2 separate regions of the Ovis canadensis genome follow, and region 1 is linked to region 2. A link is a contact called in public Hi-C data. All regions are on one chromosome and are shown on one strand. Each heading gives the region's core, a stretch centred on a gene start, on an enhancer-like site or on the middle of the called end of the contact. The rest is flanking DNA. Distances are from core to core; before and after follow the strand shown.

Region 1 (6,019 bases), core at 404-2,903, 300 kb before region 2:
CTATAGAGTAGGTCCTTGCTTTTATCCATTTTAAATGTTAGCTGCTACTCCTTTTTGGATGTTAACTATCCAGTTAAGTATAGTTTTCACGTTTTTAAATGGTTTAAAAAATTAAAAGAAGACTATTATTTCATGGCCTGTGTAACTGATATAAAACTCGAATCTTAGTCTCTGTAAGTAATGTTTTACTGAGCCAGGCTCATTTGTTTCTGTTTTTATGGGGCAGCGACAACTGAGTTGAGTAGTTGGACAGAAGACATGTGGCCTAAAATATTTACTTTCTGGCTCTGTACAGAAAAAGTTTGCTGACCCCTGATATAGACTGTGAGTTGATACTGAAAAGTACAGTTACTTGTTTAAAAATGGATAGAAATGAACACTTTAGTAAAAAAAAATAGGTTGACCAATTGACAAGCATTCTAACTACAAAAATAGCTATAGTATGTCAAGTTAATATTGGAAACTTTTAAGTGACTTTCAGATAAAATGATTTTCAGAGTTGGCCAAAAAGTCCATTCAGTTTTTTGTATAGGATGGCATGGCAAAGCCTGAACGACCTTTTTAATGAACCCAGTGAAGTAGCCAGCTCTTATGAATTAGTCCACCCAACAGAGGAACTCTTGGTTTCGTAAGAGCATAGAAAGGTCAAGGGAGAGATTTTACAATAGGAAAGAGCATTGATTCTGGGGGGTGACCAGTCTGGATTGGAAACCCTGCATCTTCAGTGACCTGTTGTCTAGCCTTGGTCAGCTTCTTTCCCTCTTTAGCCTGTTTTCTCTGCACGGCGGCAGTGCATGCCTCCTCACCTGGGACTTCTCGAGTGGACGTGGAGCAAGTGTGTGACACACCCTGGGCAGTGCTTGGTGTGTAAATGCGGGTGGACAGGGGCATCCTGGTAGCACTTATCATGTCAGTTCCCGTCCCAAGAGTGCTGACTGTCGCTGGGCATGCCCTGTGTCCAGGCCTGCTCTCAAGTCCCCGACATGAACCCAGTGCAGCAGGGGCTGTTAGCATCTCCATTTTATGGATTAGGAGAGGGAGACACACAAGTGTGAGTACCGTGCCCAAGGTCACTCAGCCGGCAGAGGGTGAAGTCAGACCTCCGACGGTGGAGGCCAGAATGCGCACATCCCTGCCACACGGGGTACCCTGGAGACCGGTAGACCCTGGAAGAACCGTGTGGCTCTGCCCTGTTTTACCTTTTTAAACTTAATCGACACACTAGAGCCTGTTCACATTTGCAGTACACTAATCAGAAACCCACACTCTGTGTGTGTGTGAGTCGCTCAGTCGTGTCCAACTCTTTGGGACCCCAGGGACTGTAGCCTGCCAGGCTCCTCTGCCTGTGGAATTCTCCAGACAAGAATACTAGAGTGGGCTGCCAGTTCCTCCTTCAGGGGATCTTCCTGATCCAGGGATCAAAACCGGTCTCCCACATTGCAGGCAGATTCTTCACCATCTGAGCCCTGTTTGGGTTTGTTCATATTTGATCACATGTGTTGGGAATGATGAAATCTCTGTTTTTAATTAAGTATATTGTTCAATTAGACTTAATGAGTCATGTGGCTGACAAACTCTTCCAGTTATGCCCGAGTTCTTATTCAGAATAAGTCTATGAAATGACTCAGGGTTCTATTCGACGGTTGCAATCGTCATGGTTTTGAAAGAGATGTTCCTGAGAACATTTTGTGCTCATGAGATGTCTGCTCTGCTCTGCTCTGCTCTGCAGTATCTTTGTCCAAAGTGCGGCTTCATGTCTCACACTCAGTTTTCTCTTACAAAATTTTCTCCATCTCTCCTGACTCTTTAACTCGAAATGATTCTTAATGTGATTACTGCAACATCAACTCTTGTGGGCATTTACCATGACTGCCTCATAGCACTCCTTTCTGGATGTTTCCCAGGGCCTATAGGCACCAGTTAGGCCATAAATATATTTCTATTTTAATGGCCTACTTTGTCAAAGAAGATAGTTTCTTTTTTCCCCGTTGTGCCGAAGCAAACGTGCTTTAAACTTTGTGGCTAAACAGACCCAGCCGTTTATTACAAACTTTTTATTTTGTAATGGAGTATAGCCAATTCACAAAAATCTTGTGATAGTTTCATGTGGGCAGCGAAGGGACTCAGCCATACATCACATGTATCCACTCTCCCCCAAACTCCTCTCCCATCCAGGTTGCCACATGACATTGAGCAGAGTTCCTTGTGTTAAATAGTTGGTCCTTGATGGTTATCCACTTAAAATATATCTGTGTGCGCATGTCCATCCCAAACTCCCTAACTATCCTTCCCTCCATCCTTTCCCCCAGCAACTGTAAGTTTTTCTTCTAGGTCTGTGAGTCTATTTCTTTTTTGTAAATAAGTTCGTTTGTATCACTTCTTTTTAGAATCCCCATATAAGCAATGTCATATGATATTTCTCCTCTTTCTGACTTGTATCACTCTGTATGACAATCTCTAGCCCCATCCATGTTGCCGCAAATGGCATTATTTCATTCTTTTCAATCCAGCCATTTTATTTTATATGCTAAAACTCCCTCTCCTGAAAACACAGCTAAAAGCACGCCTCAGAGGACAATATTTGCAAAGTAAATACCAAGGTGATTCTTGGGTTGCAAATTCAGTAGTGATGCATAATACCGATGCTGTTCATAGCTTTTGAGATATCAATTAGAATATAACTTAACTTTTTAAAAAAACTTTAAATTTTGTATTGGGGTTTAGCCAATGAACAATGTGGTGATGGCTTTAGGTAGACAATGAAGAGATTCAGCCACACATATACAAGGATACAGTGTAACTTTGAAAACCATTTTCCCTTAAGGATTCTGTCCCTTTGGATCAAGACAACCAGAAGTTTCTCAGTGTGAGGGGAACTCGCTTACTGGTAAACAATGTGTCCATGGAGGACGCAGGCTACTATACCTGTGCCATGCCGTATGCCCACAAAGGCAGGCAATACAACATCACCAGGAATATCAAACTCCAAGTTAAGAGTGAGTACTTGCCATCAAGAAACCTCTGCACCCTGGTTCAGCAACAAGCATGCGAGGGGGAAATTAGGGCTCATGTAGAACTCTTTTTTTCCCCCAGGTGGTTATTTCTTGATTGATTTCTTTTTAAAGAAATATTTTTAATTGAGGGAAAATTGCTCTACAATATTGGTTTGATTTCACGTAGAATTCTTTGAGTGTCTTTGGTATCAGAGGAAAACAGATATGGCATATGTCTTGGCACCAGGCTTATAAGACGTGTATGACACTTGGAAGGATAAAAGCTGGGTGATTTTATGAACAGTGAATCCCTGGGTGGTGGACAGGGTTCTAAATCTGAAGTTAAAATGTACACCACTAGAGGGAGCCAAATAGTAGTTCACTTGGAAGGCCCCTCTGCAAGGTCCGTTTGGAAGGCTTGCACCTGGAGGGCCAGTCATCAGAGCCCAGTTGCCGTAACTTTGTGTCTAATTCTAGGATGTGCATGCGTGCTCAGTTGGTGGGTCATGTCTGACTCTTTGTGACCCCATGAACTGTAGCCCACCAGGCTCCTCTGTCCATGAGATTTCCCAAGCAAGAATGCTGGAGTGGGTTGCCATTTCCTTCTCCTAATTCTAGGATACTAGGATTTTTTGGAGTTTTCAATGAGAAGTCTATACATTGGTACAGCTGGTGAAAAAAAATCTCTCCTTTTTGATCTTCCCCAAGCATGTCTAGCCTGAAGGCTCAGACGGTAAACAATCTTCCTGCAGTGCAGGAGACCCAGGTTCAATCCCTGGGTTGTGGAAATCCCCTGGATTTGGAAATGACAAGCCACTCCAGTATTCTTGACTGGAGAATTCCATGGACAGAAGAGCCTGGTGGGCTACAGCCCAGGGTGTCGCAAAGAGTCGGGCACGGCTGAGAAAGCTGAGCGACTAACACACAAGTGTGTCTCGTGGCTCTTGAAACCAGGATTTAAAATAGCAAGGGCGCACATTGGTTTACATGAGTCCTACCTGAAAATAATGTGTGAACAGTACCAATTAGCATTTCAGGTTTGGTCACTGTTTCTTCCATGCCTCCTACGTGCTGGGCATCAAGCTTGGTGCACGAGGCGCACAGGCGGTGAAGTCCTGGCCCCTGCTCTGGACAGTATGGTGCTTCTCTTAATTTTATACACTGAATAACTACACAATCGGGGTCTTTTCAGGGCTTCCCAGGTGGCACTAGTGGTAAAGAATCCGCCTGCCAGTGCAGGAGGTGCACGTGATAAGGGTTCGATCCCTGGGTCAGGAAGATCCCTTGGAGGAGGGACTGGCAACTTACTCCAGTACTCTTGCCTGGAGAATCCCATGGACAGAGGAGCCTGGCAGGCTACAGTCCATGGGGTGGCAAAGAGTTGGGCATGACCGAGCAAGTGAGCAGACACACACACACACACACACACACACACACGGACATTTCAGAGAGCTTTGAAACTATGTTCAGGCGTATAATTAGTCTACAAAGGGAAAAGACTTTCTTCTCCCAGAGAATACAGAGATTCAGTCTTAGTACAGGGAAAATCGAGTCTTCCATGAACGGAAGTCTCTCTGTCTGGTGAGGATTCAATCACATCAGCCCCTTGCTCCCCCGCAGAGGGGATTTTTTAGAATCCTGACCCCCTCCACCGTTGTCCTGTTCATGTGATACTGCACAGGAACACGAGGGGGCGCCAACCTACCTACTATCCTGTGTCCTGAGGACCACACTGTGTCTCAGCCGCTTTCAAGGGTGGTCCTCCGCCAGCTGCAGCATCACTTGGGTACTCATCAGACACGCAGACTCTCAGGCCTCCTCCCAGACATACTGAACAAGAAACAGTGAGCAGCCCATATTTAATAAGCTCCCAGGTGATCCTGACATGCCCTGGACTTTCGACCCACGGATGTATCTCGTCCTTGGGGCATCTTTCTCCCCTCTCTGCCTCCCTGAAGCAGCCCTGTGACCTTGGAGGGAGGCGCAGGCTCATGATCTCGGTCACTGGAGAAGCCGGCTGCTCTCTGGGCTCACCTGGGATGCTGCCTAAAGCTTATCCCATTAGGGTTTCAGATGCTCTTTAGTGGAAGACATGAGGATGGAGCCGTGGTGGACGTGGGCAGCCCTTCATCCACCATTTGCTGGCCTTTCTGCCCCAGTTCAGATGCTCAGTTTCTTCAAGCTGCTGGGAGAACTGCCTCTTGGGGAGCTGGGCTCTGATTCCCCAACAAAGAGTCAGTTTCCTCAATTACAAGCCCAGGTGGCCAAGCTGGGTTACCTTGTTTCTCTCTCAGTGTGGGGTTAGCAGGTTCCCCAGGTGGCCATTCCCAGTGGCACCCGCCTGCCAACGCAGGAGTCTCAGGCTTGATCCCAGGGTCGGGAAGAGCCCCTGGAGGAGGGCACGGCAACCCACTCCAGTATTCTCGCCTGGAAAATCCCATGGACAGAGGAGCCTGGTGGGCTACAGTCCATAGAATCGCATAAAATCTGACACAGCTGAAGCGGCTTAGCACACACACGGGTGAGCATCACAAACAGGTGGTTCTGGATGTCCTGTGCCTTTTTTATTTTTCACAAGTGACTCCAGGACTCTGTGGCAGGTGTGGAGGGGGCTACTGTAGGGTGAGGAGCCTTTGAAGGAACGCCCGTCCCGTGGACATTGAGAACATTCTTGTTAAGGGTTCATTCAGGAAGCCAGGGAGTGGAATGGTTAATTGTTATCACAGAGCATAGGACATCTGAGAGAGGAATGTGTGTTTAACTGCGGCTTCTTCCAGTAATCTCTCTTCTGGGAAAAGCGTTGGCCAAAGAGCCTCAATTTCGTGGCTAGCCAGTTTCCTTTGCCAGACAAAAGCGGAGTCTCACAATGTCTGGCTCTGCGGCAAAAGAGAATTTAGCTAATTAGCTAAACAATAGACCCTGACCCTCAGCTCGCACTGAAGCGCTTCCTCATTGAATCTCCTTTCCTCCTGCTTTCTCAGAACGAGAGGAGGAGACCATTCCTGTGATCATCTCTCCCCACCAGA
Region 2 (5,896 bases), core at 901-3,400:
TGAGAGGTGACTGGGTCCTGAGGGTGGAGCCTGGGTGGATAGAATCAGTGCTCAAAATAAAAGAGACCCCAGACAGCTCCTTTGCCCCTTCTGCCACGTGAGAATATAAGAAATCTGCCACCTGGAAAGGGGACCCCCTCACTCAGCCATGATGGCACCCTGGTCTCAGACTCCCAGCCTCCAGAACACTGAGAAATAAATTTCTGTTGCTTATAAGCCTCCCAGTCTATAGCATTTTGTTACAGCAGCCAAGGAGACTAGAGTATGGCCCTGATGAAGCATCATAGAGGCTGGAGGGGGTTGGCCTGTGGGCAGTCCTTAATGTGTGCATTTTCACTAGTTTGGGGGCATCCTTTAATATTTTATCGCAGCAGCTGAACACATCTCTAAGCTGCTAAAGATCACAAAGTGTAAACCTCAAGTGAAATATCTGCCATTGTGAATACCCAAGAATTCTCAAATTCCATTTTATTACTAGCAGCTGCAGCACTTTCGGTTTTAATTTCCACTCATTTTTTAATGAAATTGTCAGAAAGCAAAAGGTGAAAAGACAAATAATTCAGTTAGACTGGCTTTGCCCCTGAAATGTAGGTTGGCCGGTAAAGGGTTGAGAATGTTCATTTTTCAGCTGACAAAACGTGCGTGCGGCTGTATGCAGTCGCTCAGTCCTGTCGACTCTGTGACCCCATGGACTGTAGCCTCCAGGCTCCTCTGTCCGTGGGATTTCCCTGGTAAGAATACTGAAGCGGGTTTTCATTTCCTACTCCAGGGGTTCTCCCTGACTCAGGGATTGAACCCTGCATTGCAGGTGGATTCTTTAATGCTGAGCCATCAGAGAAGCAACGCAGCTGACAAGGGCTCACACTCAATGGGCATAAAACAGAAGGTTAACAACGGCAGGTTGCATTCACCCATTTCAGCGGCTGGGCTTGGTGAGGTGAAAGGCGCTGTGTCCCCCGGCCTTGGGGGTGGGTCCCATGTCGCCTGGGCGAACCTCAGGGGACAGAAGCTGGCCTGGAGGTAGGGGTGATGTTAACACAAGTTCATGCGCCTGGCGCACAGTGAGGTCAAACAAAGCTGAAACATCGGAGGCTGGGCAGAGAAAGGTGTATTTCAGGGCCATGCAGGGAGAATGGGTGGCTCGTGCCCTAAGAAGCCCCGAACTCCCTGAGGGTTTCAACAAAATCCTTTTAAAAGCCTGATGAGCGAGGAGGATCACAGATGTGTGATCAGCTCGAGCACGATTCTGATTGGCTGATGGTGAGGCAGCAGGTGATGTCATAGGGACAAGCATCATCAGTCCCAGGGCACGGGCCCCAGGGTTCAATCCCTGGTCGGGGAACTGGATTCCATGTGCCACTGCAACTTAGAACCTGGAGCAGAAAAATAAACATTTAAAAACAAAACATTATCAGTCCTTAGGCTCCAAGAGGCCTGGGGCTGGTTGTCAAGTAGTTAACATTTTCCATTTGTTGAAGAGGGAGATTTTTATTACATCTACAAAAAACCTCAGGAAATTTGCACCAAATACTGTCATCCAGGTGCTTCAGCGAGGAGGTCAAGCGGAGGAAGCAGGGGAAGGCCCCACGGGGTCCTGCTCCCTTACAGTGAGAGGTGAAGAGGTCAGTCAAGGTGACACGCAGGTGCTACACCCCTCTAGCTTCTGGTTCATTCCTGTAATGACTAAGTCGCCCACAAAACCCACTTCCTTTGGTCTCTCCCCTCGAACACCATGCATCTGTCCCCGAGAAAGGGCAGCCTCAAGGTTGAGTCATGTCAAACAAAGAGTCCAGAGAGGGCTGGTCTTTCCCCAAAAGACTGAGACGTAGACACACACGTGAAAGTGCTTGGCACGCTCCGAGGTCCGACGAGGAGCTGTCTGACCAACAGGGAGTGGGTGGCAGGGCTGGTTCCTCAGTGCCTCCTGGCACCCCCTCCGTCCCCCTGCCCCCCACAGTGACTCAGAGGCTTCCTGCTGGCCCCAGGCAGCTGACCTTTCCCCAGCGCTACATCCCACTTCACAGTTATAAACTTTCCTTCCACGCTCACTCCTGTGGTTGATTTATCCAGGGTGTGTATGTGTGCAAAGTTCAGAGAGTGGAAAATTCCTCCTTGGTTTCCTTCTTAGAGGCTTCTCTACAGATGACGAGCCCACAACATCTGGAATAGATGATGGGGGTTGGGGAGCCCTCAGAGTTACAGGACGTTGGGACGAAGTCCTGGAGGCCACACATCTCGAACAGAATTCTCCTGGGGCCCTTGAGTGACGGAGGATGGAAACTCTGTGTCTCTGCCCCTCTTCCCCTGCCAAGCCCAGGCAGCTTCTAAGGGATGCTGGTGTTTGTTACAGTCAAACTGAAACCTCACCCTCCTCTTCTTCCTCCTAGAGGAAGGCGGAAGCAGACTGTGAGCACTGGCTCTTGCCCTCGTGAGTCACCTCTCCCCAGAGGCTCTTTTATTCTTCTTAATTTTAAAAATCAAATCCACAAAATTGAGAAAGCCAGTGCAGTTCCTGCCTGTGAGTTGTAAAGGGAAACACAGATTCCGAAACCTGCACATTTGCCGATCTGTTTAGGTAGATTTTTCAGGAATGTGTCTGCTTTTCCGTAAATAATCTGTTGGTTGTGGTCTACCATTGACTCAAACTCTTGAAACAGAGCAGGACCTTATGGTCCTTCCCCCAGCAGGTCCTCTGCCTCCCCTCTGTCCTTGGAAAACTTTAGTCAAAGAATAAATTTAATCAGAGAAATGAGAAACGCAGAAACAAAGGGAAACAGTCAGAGGAGAGTGAATAATGAGGCAGTCATTAAGCACAGTCAAGGACCTTTAGTTTCTTGTCAAGGGCTATAGATAATATTCTCGGCTGTATCCTGTGAGCTGTCTTATAGATACTAAAACACCAGATGGGAGAAGTTAACTACATGAAGAAAAGATTGTACAGAGGACATAAGCTGCCACAAATCCAAGAACTGGCCTCAGAGAAATGGGAACAAATGGACCCTGGAACTGAAGATTAACTTCACCTAAAACAGTCAAGAAGACACTGGTGAGGCCACCAGTGACAATCTGAAGATGACTGTCAAGCTGACTCTGCTGTTCTGCATGTATCCCCAACCTCAGCCTATAAAAGTTCTGCGGGGGGAGTTGGCTTTTGGACAGATGTCTGCCCTTAGCCCCAAGTTGCTGGCATCTGAAATAAAGCAAACTTTCCTTTCCACCAACTTGGCCTGTTTATTGGCTTTTGGGCATCGAGCAGTCAGACCCACACCACGCCTTTCAGGAACAGTCTGACCAAACACAAAAATTAGCTTTTTGCTTCTTTGGCAGGATATAAACAAGCTGCTTTAATATGGCACATGGTTGTTTAGTTTTCCCACCTTTCTCGACTGCTTTGGGAAGGTTTGCATTTTAAGCTGTCTTGATCAGAGGCTGTCTTATTAACGACTGCCATGCCCCACCTCTGACGCTCTGATCTGACTGTTCCGAGGAGCACAGCAGATGTTGGTCTGCAAGGACCTCAGGACTTTACTGAAGGAGAAGGGTGAGCAGGAGAATGGAATCCACAGGGAGACTCATCAGAGGACTGGCCCTCAGGTGGTTTTCTTGTCTTTACCAGGAGGCTGCCCAGCCCCCACCTCCCAGCCCCTGGGAAGAGCAGAAAGCGCATCTTTTCTGAATGCAGGTGCAGAATGGGGCCGTGGGGAACAGGGCTGCACTCGCGTCAGCTGAAACGGTGGCACTAAAATGTTTCAAGGGGCGGCTCCTGCTGTGGTTTGCTCTGTCTCCTCTTCCCTGCCTGCCTCCAGTTTCCTGATGCAGGAGACGCTGGGGTGGCATTCTTAGACCCACCTGAGCTCTGCCACAGAGGAGAGCTGGATGGGGTGAGAGCCAGCGGTCCCAGTGGACTCAAAGCCTGTGCCTGAAGACTGTGTACCCCTGACCTCCTCTGTCCACAATGAAATACTGTGTTGTTCAGTCACTCAGTTGTGCCCGACTCTGTGACCTCACAGACTGCAGCACACCAGGCTTCCCTGTCCTTCACTATCTCCCAGAGCTTGCTCAATCTCATGACCATTGATTCAGTGATACCATCCAACCATCTCATCCTCTCTCATCCCCTACCTGCCCTCAGTCTTTCCCAGCATCAGGGTCTTTTCCAGTGAGTTAGCTCTTTGTATCAGGTGGCCAAGGTACTGAAGCTTCAGCATCAGTCCTTCCAATGAATATTCAGGGTTGGTTTCCTTTAGGATTGACTGGTTTGATCTTGCTGTCCAAGGGACTCTCAAGAGTCTTCTCCAGTATCGCAGTTCTAAAGCATCAATTCTTCGGTGCTCAGCCTTCCTTATAATCTAACTCACATCCATACATGACTACTGGAAACACCATAGCTTTGACTATACGGACCTTTGTTGGCAAAGTCACACCTCTGCTTTCTAATACATTGTCAAGGTTTACTATAGCTTTTCTTCCAAGGAGCAAGTGACTTTTAATTTCATGGCTGCAGTCACCATCCGCAAGGCTTTTCTGGTGGCTCAGACAGTGAAGAATTTGCCTGCCAATGCAGGAGGTGCGAGTTTGTTCCCTGGGTCAGGGCATGGCAACCCACTGCAGTATTCTTGCCTGGGGAAGCCTATGGACAGAGGAGCCTGGCAAGGCTACCGTTCATGGGGCCACAAAGAGTCAGACCTGACTGAGCAGCTAACACTTTCACTTTTCAACCATTGTCCGCAGAGATTCTGGGGACTAAAAAAAGTAAAATCTGTCCCTGTTTCCACCTTTCCCCCCTATTTGCCATGAAGTTATGGGACTAGATGCCATGATCTTCAGTTTTTGACTGTTGAGCTTTAAGCCAGCCTTTTCACGCTCCCCTTTCACCCCCATCAACGGGCTGTATCAAGTGGTGAGTCTGGCTCGTCTTGGGTTGCATAACTTCTGGGTCAAAGTGCTTTGTTCTTCTGTGACCGCAGGGCGGCGGAAGTCTTCCCTGTAGCCAAGTCTTGAGCCAACAGGACTTCCTGCCTGTGTAACAGGATGACATCAAGAGGGAAAGAAAGTAGCCCCGTGGGTGAAGGATCTTGTGAAAGAGAAAAGCATTTCCTCTCTTGAGACAGGGGGAACCGAGGTTAACGCCCCAGCTTGGAGCCATCAAAGATCTCCCCGCGGCGCTACTGCGCCCTCTGCTGGCGAATCCGAGTGAACGCGCCCCTTGTTTGGGAGCCTGCAGCATCCCGGACTGAGAACGCAGCATCCTTACCCTCGCAGGTGCCCGCGCAGCCTGTCGGGGTCTCCACCTTAAGGCCATTTTGTCTCCTCCTTCTTAGTCTGTGGGAAAGGTTGAGAGAGGGCCATTTTCTAAGCCTGCCACTGAGTTTCTAACCCTCGGGCTTCCAAGCCTGCAGCCCTCTGTCCACGAGTTGTGATGGGGACCAGGAGGCTGCGCTTTCATGCCCACAAGGCAGGGGTCTGAGGTGGTGATTCCTGAAAGATTGCCCCGCCGCATACTGCCTGGGTTCCAACCACACTCCGCACCTACTGAGTTCATCTGCTAAATCTGACTTCTTAGTCCCTCAAGGCACGTATTCTGTTTTAGTTTCTTCCTCTGTAAAAAAACAAAAACAAAAAAACCCCAAGTATCAATATTGCAGGACAACCAGCCAGTAAAACTGGTGCCTAGTGAGACCTCAGTGAACGCTGGCTTTTATTATTCTTACATTGTTGCAATAATTCATGGGCTTCCCTGGTAGCTCAGCTGGCAATGCATAAGGCGCAGGTTCCATCTCTGGGTCAGAGAGATCCCCTGGAGAGGGCATGGCACCCCACTCCAGTGTTCTTGCCTGGGAAATCCCGTGGACAGAGGAGCCTGGTGGGCTACAGTCTACGGGGTCACAAGAGAGTC

Evidence for each region. A called contact is a pair of places that touch in the nucleus more often than the background predicts.
Region 1: a Hi-C map of fibroblasts shows a contact between it and region 2, with 13 times the contacts expected there. The contact joins two enhancer-like sites. A contact is called at or near these places in 2 of 2 Hi-C or Micro-C datasets (fibroblasts and lung).

The regions. Positions count from the first base shown.
Region 1 is chr3:99,939,780-99,945,798 of ARS-UI_OviCan_v2, reverse strand. IL1R2 (interleukin 1 receptor type 2) reads left to right here. Exons shown (of 13, transcript XR_011255768.1): 6 at 2,825-2,996; 7 at 5,975-6,019. Among named protein-coding and RNA genes, the nearest start is that of IL1R2, 24 kb to the left of the region's middle. Within about 2 kb of position 1,653, the one cell type or tissue checked has open chromatin away from gene starts, as enhancers often do. A contact at or near this core is called in fibroblasts, where this site is marked.
Region 2 is chr3:99,638,030-99,643,925 of ARS-UI_OviCan_v2, reverse strand. IL1RL2 (interleukin 1 receptor like 2) reads left to right here. Exons shown (of 10, transcript XM_069586353.1): 10 at 1-216. Among named protein-coding and RNA genes, the nearest start is that of IL1RL1, 20 kb to the right of the region's middle. Within about 2 kb of position 2,150, the one cell type or tissue checked has open chromatin away from gene starts, as enhancers often do. A contact at or near this core is called in fibroblasts, where this site is marked.